Linked DNA regions of Mus musculus: regions 1 and 2 are each linked to region 3. A link is a contact called in public HiChIP or PLAC-seq data. All regions are on one chromosome and are shown on one strand. Each heading gives the region's core, a stretch centred on a gene start, on an enhancer-like site or on the middle of the called end of the contact. The rest is flanking DNA. Distances are from core to core; before and after follow the strand shown. Region 1 has its middle 140 kb from the start of Gm28497. Region 2 has its middle 64 kb from the start of Gm28497. Region 3 holds the start of Ikzf2 (IKAROS family zinc finger 2).

Evidence for each region. HiChIP or PLAC-seq counts read pairs in DNA pulled down with a chosen protein or histone mark.
Region 1: a contact with region 3 is called in an H3K27ac HiChIP or PLAC-seq map of DN3 thymocytes, with 5 times the contacts expected there. The contact joins the enhancer-like site here to the promoter of Ikzf2 in region 3. A contact is called at or near these places in 9 of 39 promoter capture datasets (the 3T3-L1 cell line, cancer-associated fibroblasts, cranial neural crest and 5 more), 17 of 115 datasets of contacts at active chromatin or transcription factors (DN3 thymocytes, the SCID.adh cell line, bone marrow-derived macrophages and 11 more) and 3 of 9 other capture datasets (adipose tissue, liver and pancreatic islet).
Region 2: an HNF4G HiChIP or PLAC-seq map of pancreatic cancer cells shows a contact between it and region 3. The contact joins the enhancer-like site here to the promoter of Ikzf2 in region 3. A contact is called at or near these places in 11 of 39 promoter capture datasets (the 3T3-L1 cell line, the SN4741 cell line, embryonic stem cells and 7 more), 1 of 15 datasets of contacts at CTCF or cohesin (the NIH/3T3 cell line), 15 of 484 Hi-C or Micro-C datasets (the HL-1 cell line, cortical neurons, differentiating embryonic stem cells and 4 more), 23 of 115 datasets of contacts at active chromatin or transcription factors (CD8 T cells, the HPC-7 cell line, the NIH/3T3 cell line and 12 more) and 4 of 9 other capture datasets (adipose tissue, embryonic stem cells, liver and 1 more).

Annotation. Positions count from the first base shown.
Region 1 is chr1:69,289,747-69,294,017 of GRCm38.p6, forward strand. No RefSeq gene overlaps it. Among named protein-coding and RNA genes, the nearest start is that of Gm28497, 140 kb to the right of the region's middle. Within about 2 kb of position 1,770, at least 21 of the 459 cell types and tissues checked have an H3K27ac peak or open chromatin away from gene starts, as enhancers often do. A contact at or near this core is called in DN3 thymocytes, the SCID.adh cell line, memory CD8 T cells and 1 more, where this site is marked.
Region 2 is chr1:69,365,111-69,369,018 of GRCm38.p6, forward strand. No RefSeq gene overlaps it. Among named protein-coding and RNA genes, the nearest start is that of Gm28497, 64 kb to the right of the region's middle. Within about 2 kb of position 2,616, at least 24 of the 459 cell types and tissues checked have an H3K27ac peak or open chromatin away from gene starts, as enhancers often do. A contact at or near this core is called in embryonic fibroblasts and pancreatic cancer cells, where this site is marked.
Region 3 is chr1:69,683,386-69,687,615 of GRCm38.p6, forward strand. It overlaps Ikzf2 (IKAROS family zinc finger 2), which reads right to left and starts at 2,575. Exons shown (of 8, transcript NM_011770.4): 1 at 2,309-2,575; 2 at 739-787. The coding sequence starts at 772.

The sequences.
Region 1 (4,271 bases), core at 520-3,019, 390 kb before region 3:
TTCTTTTCTTTTCTTTTCTTTTTTTTTCTAACTAACACTCAGGGCATTATTTACTATTCTTATTACCTTCATGCACATTTAAAAAGAAAGCTGCTATCTTGTCATTATTATAGCTTGGCATAAATGAAAAGAATCATTGTTCTCAGTAGTGTTCCAGTCTAGTTGAACAGTGTTGTGACCATCTTGCCTAAAGTCACCAGTATGACTGACCCCCTGGAGGCAGTGCATTGTATCAGGAAACAGAGCACAGGACCTTGGGAGGAACTTAGCCTCTGAAGATGTTTCTTCCAACATAGGAGATTAATCATGATCCTAGAGGCTCTAGAGGACTTGAGAGCTACAGGGACAAACTCTGGAAAAAGGGGCCAGAGAGCAATAGCTCTAATAGGTGATCCATGCATGCACTGGAGCCAGCATACTCTACGATCAGAAACACACACAAGGTGCAGGTAGCTTTGGTGTAAATGTATTAATAATTAAATGTTACTTAGCATCATGGAAATAACCTTTAACAAATCAGATGGATAGAGCAAGTCAACTCTTCTACTGACCACTCTACCTGTCCCAATTCTGGAAACAGGAAAAAAAATAGATAAAAAATTTGAAAGACAAGAAACCATGATAAAACTTCAACTGTTTTAAGTTGGCTCGAGATTTACTTTAGAGATTTAGTTTAGAGGGGGTTGAACTCATATTCTCTTAGACTTTGAATGGAATGAGCGGTAATTGTGTGTAAGAACACATTCTAAGTGCAAGCTCTCTAAGCATATAAGTCTACTTACCTTCTATAGCCTGGAAAACATGCCTTTGAGTAAATTATGTAGCATTTCTACAATAGAAGACATACTAATAAAACTTTAAAAAAAATCATGACTAGACATGTAGACCAATCCTAAAAGAAAAAGAGAGAGGTTTGGACCACTGCTGTCTTCCAGAGAGTGATAAAACCTTGGCCAGTAATGCCATCTTGAATGAGGACCAAGATTTCTTCCAAAACAAAAAGAATGTCTCTGAGAATACAAAGTTAAAAAACAAAAACAAAGCAGGGCATGGCACACACCTTTAATTCCAGCACTTGGGAGGTAGAGGCAGGCAGATTTCTGAGTTCGAGACCAGCCTGGTCTACAGAGTGAGTTCCAGAACAGCCAGGACTACACAGAGAAACCCTGCCTCAAAAACACCAAAACAAAAACAAAACAAAACAAAAAAACAAAACAAAACAGCAAAAAACAAAAGAAACAAAACCCTGTGCTTTAGATATAATCTAATACCCTACATATTTAAAGTAGAGGCTTTTGTCACTTGGCAAATATTTTGGTTTCAGGACAAAATGCATTCTGGATTGTCATATTAAAACAGTATTGTTTAGCAATGTTTTTATTTCCTATGCAGCGAGTTACAGCTTTAGCTCCTCATGAGGGGTGTTGATGAGAACATACTGAAGACCAAAAAAATAAAAAAAATAAAAAAATAAATAAAAAGCGACAAAAACAACTCAGAATCACAAAAGCAGATAGATGAAGCAAAAGGGAAGCCCTTTAAAAGGTCAAAGAAAAATTTTGAGTAAATACGGTAACTGCATTTGCCCTCTGAGGCTGCTGAAACTCCTTTAGGGGCAAAATACTTTTCCAAGGGAAGTAGTTTTGAAATCGGTTTCAATTCTTCTGGTGTGTTATTATCTAAATCAATTCAACACTTCCTTTGCCTGCCCATCAGCAGGTGCTGCGGCATGCAGAAAGGCTGAGGTTCCCATGCAAGGTACTTCCCCTGAACCTACTACTATAGTTCTCATTCCCAGGGACGCTTTGAAGCAAGTTTTCAGAGCAAGCACAGGCATTAGGTGTGGTTTTTCTTCACAGTAGCACGATAGTTTGCAAAAATGCAGATTGTCGCACACTGGTGTATTGGCGATATGGCTTGTTGCGGTTTGAAAGGAAGTTTGGAGCAAGCTTTAGTTGAAGTTAGTCTTATGCAAAGTTCTAGAGACATCGATGGAGCTAAAATCCGGCTTTTATGGTTAAGTCTCTGTTGTCAAGGTCACAAAAATGACAACAATCTGCAGCTACTCCTTTTAGGTGTATTTCAACTTTAAAGAAATATCCTACTTCCAAATTGATCTAGAGTGTCAATGAAGTGCACATGAGAATTTCAAAACACTTTCTCTGTCTAAATTCAAGCACTGATTTTGAAACTGATACCAAAATGGAAATGATCTAGGATTACCATAGTAATTCTTTAAAACAAATTAAATTTGAAGTAAATAAATTATAAAATCAATTTTCAAATTACTTAATTATAATTTTAACAAAAACTACAGAATCAGTTGACAAACCAATGTGTAGGAAAAGGTAGAGAAAAATCCAGAAATTATATATATATATATACACACACACACGTGTGTGTGTGTGTGCATGTGTGTTAATAAACATGTCTGTAAAAGCAAATTTATATAATAAAATATTTAATATATATTTATTTAAATTTTGTTAATGGAAAGTATGAATATATTATATTATAACATATTTCACATGTGTATATATTGTTTAAAGTAATAGCTAAACCAAGTTAATTAACATATGTGTAACCTCAATACTTAGCATTTTGTGCTGATAAGAATTATAGTGATGGCTATAATCTACAGTGGGAAGAAGAATTTGAAAATACATTTGCAAATTATTTATGCAAGAAGTTATTAATATTCAGAATATATAAGGGAATTTCTAATAATTCTTGAATGTGCAATGTAGTTAATTTTATTTAGTGGAACATACAGAGATCTCATAAACTCATTACCCTTTAATTTTATATAAACCAGCATCTCTCTGCCATCCAGTTCTCAATTTGGAAATTTGGATAACTACCTTTCTACCTTTCTACTTTCCTTTTTTTCTTTGTTTTCCCTAAGACAGGGTTTCACTACATAGTCCTGATTGTCCTAGAACTCACTCTGTAGACCAGGCTGGCTCTAAACTTGGAGTTTTTTCCATGCATCTGTCCCTCAAGTGCTGGGATTAAAGGCACACTACAACGCCCAACACTACACTGCTTTTTAAACAATATTTTTATAACTCAAATATATGAGCTTATGTGGTATTTATCTATCTATCCCCAGATTATTTTAACTATAATATCACTGAGACTCTTCTGAATTTTTGAAATGGCAGGACTTCCTTTTATGAAAATTTTGAATATATATACACATATATATGTATACATATATGCATATGTATATATGTGAAATGTTAATCAGCCTGCTGAGTACATTTTTGTTGATGGTGTGTATATGGATTCAAGGCTGAACAATCTTCATTGGATATCCAGTAAGAGGGCACATCCCCAGAAGACATTATTCCCCTTCTCCCAGGAGTCATTACATAACTACCAACAGTTCTTCCTCTAGGGTGAGATCTCATGAAGCTTTCCAGTTCCATGTTAACACGTCCATCATTACTGCCATTGGTCTGGTCTTGTTTGCGCAGCTATTTCTAGGAGGCACTGTTTCGCAGCAGACTTCCTGGTATTCCAGTTCTTACAATCTTTCCAATACCTCTCCCCCAATGTCCGCATAGTCTATATGCAGGAGTTGTGATACCAATGCATCTGTTGGGTCTGGGTATCCCTCTATCTGCAGATCTCTGCATTGTGTTTGCTTGTCTTTTTCTGTGATAGTCTCCATTTGCTGTAAATAGAGGCTTCTTTGATGAGGGGTGATATCTACACTTAATTATGAATATAAGGATAAGATTTAGAATGTAGGAAGGAATAATGTTGTCCTAACAAAACGGCACTCATAGATTCTTTTCTAATATCTGGGAGCTCACAAGGTCCATAAAGCTGGCTATGTTTCTAGTAGCAGGCGTGATTTTCTCCCTATTGAGTAAGCCTTAAGTCCATCTAGATAGCTACTGGTTAGCACTAATTTTGAGTGCCATTTCTTGCTTCACTATACATACCTTGGCATGCTGATACCCAATGTCCACAGGTCCTACAGCACTACAGAACCATTTTAATGCTTCCCTTCCTGGGTCCCCTGCACATATTCTAGTACTGTGAAAACTAGGTGGAAGGGAATTCTTCTCAGATCCAGCTCTAGTCATCTGAGTCCTTCATCCTCATTGCATTGTCTTGCTTAAGCAATAGGGAACCACCCGTCAACCTTTGAGAAGTCACTGAAAACTACATGGCTGATCTATACTGTCTTTGGAATCATTTAGACTACCCTGACCAACCATTTGAAATGAAGTTTCTCCTGCCTGGTATTAGGGGTTTGT
Region 2 (3,908 bases), core at 1,366-3,865, 320 kb before region 3:
ACCTAGCTAGAGTCCAGTTTCACTTGAGACCAGTTACCCCTTCTTGTTTGGCCTATGCCTAGCTTATTGTTGTATTTTAGAAACATGTAGATTTTAGCTTTATATACACAGAGGGGGTAGATCTACCCTTATGTCAACTTATGCCTTGAATCTCACATTTATATCTGGGTCATATAAGACTCAGGAGTTTATACTTTTACCTGGGTCTGGGATGTGTCACTATTCTAGAGTGATTTGGACATAGTGAATATATTTCATATGTTAGAAGATTAGATATTTGGGGACCTAGAAAAGAAGGGTATGATTTGAATATGCCATCCCAATAATATGTGCCAGAAACCAGAAACCTAATCCCCACAACTTCAATTACAGAAGTATGGCCTCTTGGGATCCCAGGCAAGTCATAAGGATTAATGTTAATTATATAACAGCTAGAGGCTACTGTTCAACAGCTTGCCCCCTCATAAACTCTTACTTTCTACTGTAGGGTGATACAGCAAAAAAATTAAATAAATAAATAAATAAATAAATAAATAAATAAATAAAATACAATACCTCAATGAGAAGTTTCTTCCTGCAGCAGATGGGAACACTCAGCCCTAAATGGGATGTTTCTATCAAATCCCTCAGGGATCCCCAAGGAAGATGAGGCAGAGTGTGAGAGCCAGAGGGGATGGGGACACAAAGAAAACAAGGCCTCTAAATCAATGTGAACAAAGCTCATATGAACTCATAGAGATGGAAGCAGTGATCACATGGAGTCCACAGGTCTGTACCAGGTCTTCTGTGTATGTAGTATGGCTTCCAGTTTAGTGTTTTGATGGGATTCCTGAGTGTACAAAAGAGTGGGTCTCTGATTCCTGTGCATTCTCTTGGGATTTTTCTTCTTCTGTTTGTCCCGTTCAACTTTGATATGATAGTTTTTTGTTTTAGATATTTTATTTTTGGTATATTTCATTATTATATTTTAGAAGCTTATCTGTTTCCTCTTGAGACACAGAAAGGGAGTGGATCCTGACAGGAGGGCAGGTGGGAGGTACTGGAAGGACTGGGGGGTGGGGTATGGAGGAAAACCATAAGTAATCAGAGTATTTAGAATGAGGGGGAAATCTACCTTCAATAAAAGGAAAAACAAAAACAAGGGAAACCCCCTGATGAGTCTTAGCCCTTCAAACTTGAACCTCCATGCTTTATAAATTACTTCTCAAGTATTTGCTATACCAACACAATTTCAAAGAAAAACCCCATACAGAACTAACAATAACAACAAAACATATTAATAAGGTAGAACAGGAATATTATCTAATTTTAAATGGACTAAGGCAATAGAAACAGCCTTTACTAAGTATTTACCACAAAACATTTATTCATCTGAATAAAGACCCACTAGAAATATATGCCACGGACGAGGCTGAGGAATAGTGAACAAGATTTATTTTTATTTAAAAATAAAAAATAAAATTGGGTTTTATGCCAGGAAATAGAGAGATGGAAGATGATTTCAGAAGTTCACATAAATGCAGTTCTAATAGTACAACTGAAAATAATGAAGCCACAGAGGAAGAAAAGGGTCAGACAGCTCTAAGAAACCAATGTGGTTGCTGAGCTCAGACTTTGAAGGGACACACATAAAAGCTAAGCATCATTGGCCCTCCTCCTGGCTAGCCTGAGCGTGCAAATGCAGGTATCATAGTAACTACCAAGAAAGCCATGCACAGAACCCAAGCAGATGTCTCCAGAACCGTCAGTCCTATATATGCGTGAAGAAAAGGCCCAGCTTTTCTTTATTCATTATTTAAATCTTCCCTAGACCTCTTTTGCTTTATCATCCAAATTTGGTCCCTAAAATCACATATGGCTCTAGGCTTTTTTTTTCAGCTGAAAACTAATGTCTTTCTCTGTATTGAGGACCCAATCAGGGTGGCATAAAGCAGCTTCAAAAAAATTAGGAACAGCAATTTTCCTTAGAGATAGAAGGGACTGAAACATAAGCTTAACTTACACTTTTTAAATATCTGAGCCTTCCCCAGGAATTCAAAAAGTCAGATGGCAAAACAAAAACAGCACTGTCAGAGAGAAATTCATGTAGAATACTGCTCAGATTTGAAGGACTTAGGAAATGTGTGGTAGTAGTCAGTAGAAGGGTTTGGCTTTGGTGGGTTTTTTTTTATTATTTTTCCCTAAAATGTTTTATTATATCAAGAAGTAAAGGAAAAGACTTTGATATCAACACCTTCAATGATAACAAAGAAAACAAGGCCTTCTTCTTCCTGGATGAAACAGGCGAAGTGTATTGATAAGGGGAACCTGGTGTGTTACTGCGTCTGAATTTTCTCTAGAGATTTCTAAAGAGCCTGTAAATTAGATCATTAAACATTGCCGGTGGCCTTTGAAGAGCTCCAAGCAGCAGTGGGAAAGAAAATCATATGCTGGAAAAATAGTAGCCAATCTTGAAAAATGGGACAAATGGAGCCATAGCAAATTAGTGTGAAGTGTTTCATTGATTTCAGTTAAGGTTTTAGAATTTTTTACACAGAGGAATAGGTGTAGGGAACATAAAGAACCAATGATCAGCAGGAGTCAACAGAGCCTCACAAGAACAAATCTGACTCATCACAGTTCATTCAGCATGAGTCAGAGCCCTGGCAGGGAACACCACACACACACACACACACACACACACACACACTCACACACACACACACACACACAGAGTAATAACAGGACTCACCATATCAGTGACTGGTGGGAACAAGTCCTACCCCCAGAAGGACTGGCTACATAATTTGTAGGGCTCCTTTCAAAACAGACGGTAGATTTTAAAAATAGGAGTCACAGAGGATTAAATTAAATGTGGAGCCCTATCTTGTCATACAAACACAGGACATCCCTGCCTCTTAGATGTCAAACAGCAGGATCATCTGAGACTCTGCATAGAGTTGCAGTTTTGTCTTTTTACTTAAGGGAGAGAGTTCATCAGAGGGACTTTCAAGCCTTGGGAAGAACTAAGGCACATTATATTGTGTGTGGCTGTAAGAAAGGAATCTGGTGAAATCTCATTCCCCTACTCTCCTGCAATCTCGTGTTCATTCAGGACAAAGGAATCCAGCTTATCCAGTACAGAGAAAACAGTTTCCATGAGCACAAAACAGGGCAAAGTGGACTGGGAGAAGCAGAGAGGATGTCCTACATATCTTTGTGAGGTCATGCTGTCAAATCTAAGAAACCTGTAAGTCTAGCCTATAAAGACTTTACAGGGGCATGGGATATTTATGAAAAGTTTGTCTTGGAAAAGCTGGAGAAGTGTGTCCTACAGGCAAAGGTCCATAATGGGTTAAACCATTATAACCAAAGTTACCGAGAGTTGGATAAACTACAAGCTGGAAGGAAGTTAAATGCATGTGCAAGCCCCACAGATTCTTCTATCTTGTTCAATTATTGACTTTGCACTCACAAAGGGGTTGTTTATCAGGCATGGTTTACAGATGCCTGGGAAGGTCACTAAGGAAACAGGATGGCAAAGTTAGAACCCCAAACTATAACGACAGGTTAAAGCGCCGAAATAAAAGATCTTAGCAAACAGGAACAATAGAATTAAGCTTAACAGAAGGAAAAGAAGAAGAAGAAGAAAAGGCTTTGTATTTCTTCTCAAAACTAAACAGCCAGAGGCATAGACTGAGGATAAAGAAGTTAATATTTATCATGTATTAAGATGACTCAGACAAGTATGGTGGAAGGGAAAGGCTTGGGATGAGTCATGAGAGCAAGGGATTACCCAAAAAAAGCAGATTAGATTTTCGGCAGCATTAATTTAACAAAGGAGGTGATAATCCAAATCCCGAATTGTGTTGATCACACCACACCTGGAAAACTGGATTTGCTTTTGACTGCCACAGGTGTCTTGTGAC
Region 3 (4,230 bases), core at 1,325-3,824:
CATATTCAGAGGGCACTCAGAACCGAATGCTCAAGAAACATGCTTTTTTTTTTTAAAGAGAAACTACAAGGAAATAAAATACATAGTAAATGAATGAAATGTAGAGAAAACACACACACACACAGCCTATAATAGAAAAGTGAACAAACTTTATTATCATAGCATTCTTACAGGTCAATGACAATAGAGACCATCTGAGGTCCAAAATAGTTGTAGTAGAAACAGCAAGGTTTTTCTAATAATCTAATTTAATCAATATAAAGTACTTTAAAGTAAATATTTTTTAAAACGTTTGCTGGATGGTTCAAATGAGCTTGCTTTTTTAAGAAAGGTGAACTTAAGAAGCCAATTCCTTCCTATTATATGTCTGGGAAAATCAGGTTACCTAGCAGTAAATCTTTAGTACATTTCTCCCCACCCCCACCCCCCAGTAGAAGAAATATCTATAACCTGGGGTATTCTAAATTTAAATTAAACAGGGAAACCAGTCAAATAAGAAACTAAAGATCTGCTGGCTACAAGCCTTAAATAATGTCCTTTCTGAAAAAAGTAGATTTCTATGCCCCCTTCTTAGTTTGCTCCTGGTAATACTTCCTCGTATCTGTTGCAAGGGGAAATGGTGAAGAGCAAATAAAGCTGGAGAACACGTACTAAAGACCCATGGCTCAGGGACTCACACACAGGGAGCAAGAAGCTCACTTGATTGCCCACAGCAAATTAATGAAAAGGAATACTCACATGTTATATAGCCATCAATTGCGTCTGTTTCCATAGTCAAAGTGCAGTGCTGGAACACAAAAGATTGCAACCTTTACCCAAGGATTCCTCCCTGTATCTGCCATTAAATTCTTCACTTATTTCAAGCCCCAAGCAGGTAGTGCATGTTGCTCCTGCAACCTGTGCCTGAGAAACATACTACAGTGTACTGTGCGTGCTCATTTGCAAGTCATTGAACTCTCTGCAAATGATCTGATTCCTGCTGGAGATAGGATAGGGACATAGGGACGCTAAGTGTCCTGTGAGATGGGCTGTAGCAAGAGAAGAACGACTCTCTCTCGTCAAAATTTACCCGGTTTATTGGGGGAAAAAATAGGAGAGGGTAATCTCCAATTTGCCAACTGTAACTGCTATCTAAGTATTTTACCACTCACTACTTCCCACAATCGCCCTGCAGTTTGAGTACTTCCCTAGTATACAGACAGCTCTATTCACAATTGTTGCAAGTTGGTTCATCATGTTCTAATGGGGGGGGGGGGGGGGCACAGAGAACAAACAAAACATAAGAAAACAAAACAAAACAAAACTACTTAGTACTAGACTGTATCCCAAAGACTTTTGCGGCAGTTGGCCAACTCTGGCTTGTACTGACGTTTTAGCCCACCCCAAATCCTGTGTGAGCACCTGTTCCACGTACCCTAATTTCCTGCCAGACTATGGCCGGAGACAATGCCAAGCCTACTTGAGACATTCGGAGTTCCAACAAGTCAGAAACTTTTGGCTGTGCACGAGGGGAGGGGAGGATTTTCCTCTCCCCAAGTGTGAGGAATGATTTTCATGCATCAATAACACAAATACTTTTGTATCCCCAGAAACAAAAGTAAATTGCATGAGACAACACCCCCTAGCTTTGATTCACATCATAAGAAGATCGATAATCTAACTGTATTCTTTGAGGGAAAAAGTTACAGAATTGACAAGTCCTGAAAAAGATTTTTACTTATTTTTCCCCCCTTTGGCCCAGGTCCTTTTTGCCTTTAGTTTCAAAACTCTCAAAGCACCAGCAGCTAAATTATTCACAATGAGCCATTTCTGTATTGATCGCCAAGTATATTTAGCCCTAGCTCCTGGAATTTCTCCATTACTTACTGGAAAACAGGCAGCTTCACTTCTTGTCTCCAAAACCACTTCCCTTCTCCCTCCCCTCCCCTTCACCACCAGCCTCCCTACCCCCCTCCCGCCCCCCAAAAACTTTTCTTTCTTTCTTTATGGAATAATCAGATCAAATTCCCAGTCACTACATAGCAGTTAAATTCCGACCTGCTCTACTCTTATCAAATTCTTTCAATTAGGTTACGTAAGGTTTGAAAGAAAGGGACCCGGAAAGTTTTAAAGGGGAGCAGTTTCTACCGAGAGCTTACAAATGAGTCTATCTCTTTAAAAATGTACACATTTAACACACATACTAAAAAGAAGCGTCAGTTAGAAGCAAAAGAAGTCTGCGCCAACAGTGAAAGGGTTATTAAACCCTCAGTGAAGGAAAAGGAAGAAAAAGGAAGAAAAAGGAGAAAGAGAAACAAAATGTACATACAAAAGAAATTGTCCTCTGATTAAAAAACAGTCATCACCATTTCCAGCTCTGTCGGGAGCTCCCAGCTTCTTCTAACCCCTCAAGGAGGAGGTGACAATGTCGGGCTGAAGAGAAACGGAGAAAGAAAGAAAGAAAGAAAGAAGTTTTTTGTGTCCCCCCCCCCTTCCCTCCCTGCCCCCTCCAGGCAAAGCCCCCTGCAGAGTTGAAGCCGAGGAGGAGGGAAAGCACTTTACAGGTGGGTCATTCCAAGACCGAATCCAGCAAACAGATCGGCTGATAAACAAAACCAAGAAATGAGAGAGAAGGAACACTCCCCCCCAACCTCCTCCTCCTCCTCCTCCTTCTCCTCCTCCTCGTCCTCCTCCTCCCCCGCCCCCGCCCCCTCGTCCCTTTGGGATGGTCTAGTAGGAAAAGTCACTCAGGAATGGCACCACGTACTTTCAGGAAAGAGGAAAAAAAAAAAAAAAAAAAAAAAGACAGGGAGGGAGGGAGAGAAAGAGAGAGAGGTCAGTGCTACAGCAATGCGATTAACGAGAAGAGAAAAAACTTGATCCACCGGTTCCTTAAGAATCGACCAAAAGCTAAGACAAGAAAACTGAAAGAAAAAGGGGAGGGGGGGTACGAGGGGAGGGACAGTCAGGCAGAACCCAGCAAGGAACCTAGGCCAACTTCACAGGACTGTTTTGTGGCCTCTGGCAAAATAGGAAAAAAAGAAAAAGAAAAAGAAATTAAATCTTCATTCCATCTCCTTCGTCCATACCAGAACCTGTCAAAGCGATTTAACTGTTGCTGTTATACATGTGTCACACCAGATTTTTATTATTATTTTTGTTTTGTTTTGTTTTCAATCTCAACAGTATAATAGCCTCTATCCAGACAGCTGCAATCTATGCCAGGTTATCCAATCTTTCTTCTTGGAATTCAAGTTAAAACAAAGCAAAAACAAGTCCAAATCCATGACAGCTATAAAGATGAGAACTGATTAGTCCATTAACATCCCAGAAGCAGATTACAAGGAGGGGACGATACATTAAGGCAAAGGACATCATCTTCAACGAAATTCCCTGAGCGTCCTTAACAGAGATCATTTCCCTAATCAGAGCCACAACCCATCCCTCCCCAAAGAAAAGCGTCTATATTATTATTATCCCTGGTTAACAGCAACAAGTCATTCGATCACACCACACTGTTAAACAAGATTCCATATCATTACACTTAACTTTGAAAACACTCCCCCTCCCCAACCCCTTTGCAAACCATACACAAATTGATAGATAATCTATGAATCAGAAGACAAATAAAACAAGAGCTGTTCTTCCCCACGCAAAAAGCCAAGCGGAGATTTACCTCAGCAGTGCATGCAGTAAAATAATCCCATCACCCTTTTGTTTGTGTTTACTGTTAGTGTGTCCTCTCCCTCTCTCTCTTTCTTTCTTTCCTGTGCCTAACGTGTGTTTGTGCACTGCAGTTGGTGGTGGAAACTAAGGCAGTGGATCTGTAGCTAAGGGTAATCCTGTTTTTACTTCCTCCATCTTCAGCGAGGAGCAGGGTTAGCCCGGGACAGCTGGTCAAACCCCGAGAAACCGATCCGGCGGAGCCCGAGCACATCTCCCCCGCCGGCCGGGCTCGCGCAGACGCCCGCGGGCGGAGGGCGGGCAGCGGCGGCGGCGGTGGCGGCCGCGCGCGCGCGGAGGGGGTTGGGGGGGGGGTCGTCAGCGAGCGCCCGGGTCCGTGAGAGCCGGGAGCGGGCGGGCGGGTGAGCGAGCGAGCGAGCGGGCGAGCGCGCGGGCGGGAGGGGCGGGGGCGCGTGTCTGCGCGCTCGGCCGCTCGTTCGGCGCGCTCGGCAATCGATTACAGGACAAGTGCCGCGCGGCTCCGCGCCTCCTCCGCGCCTCCTCCGCGCCCCGCGCGCCCCCCGCGCC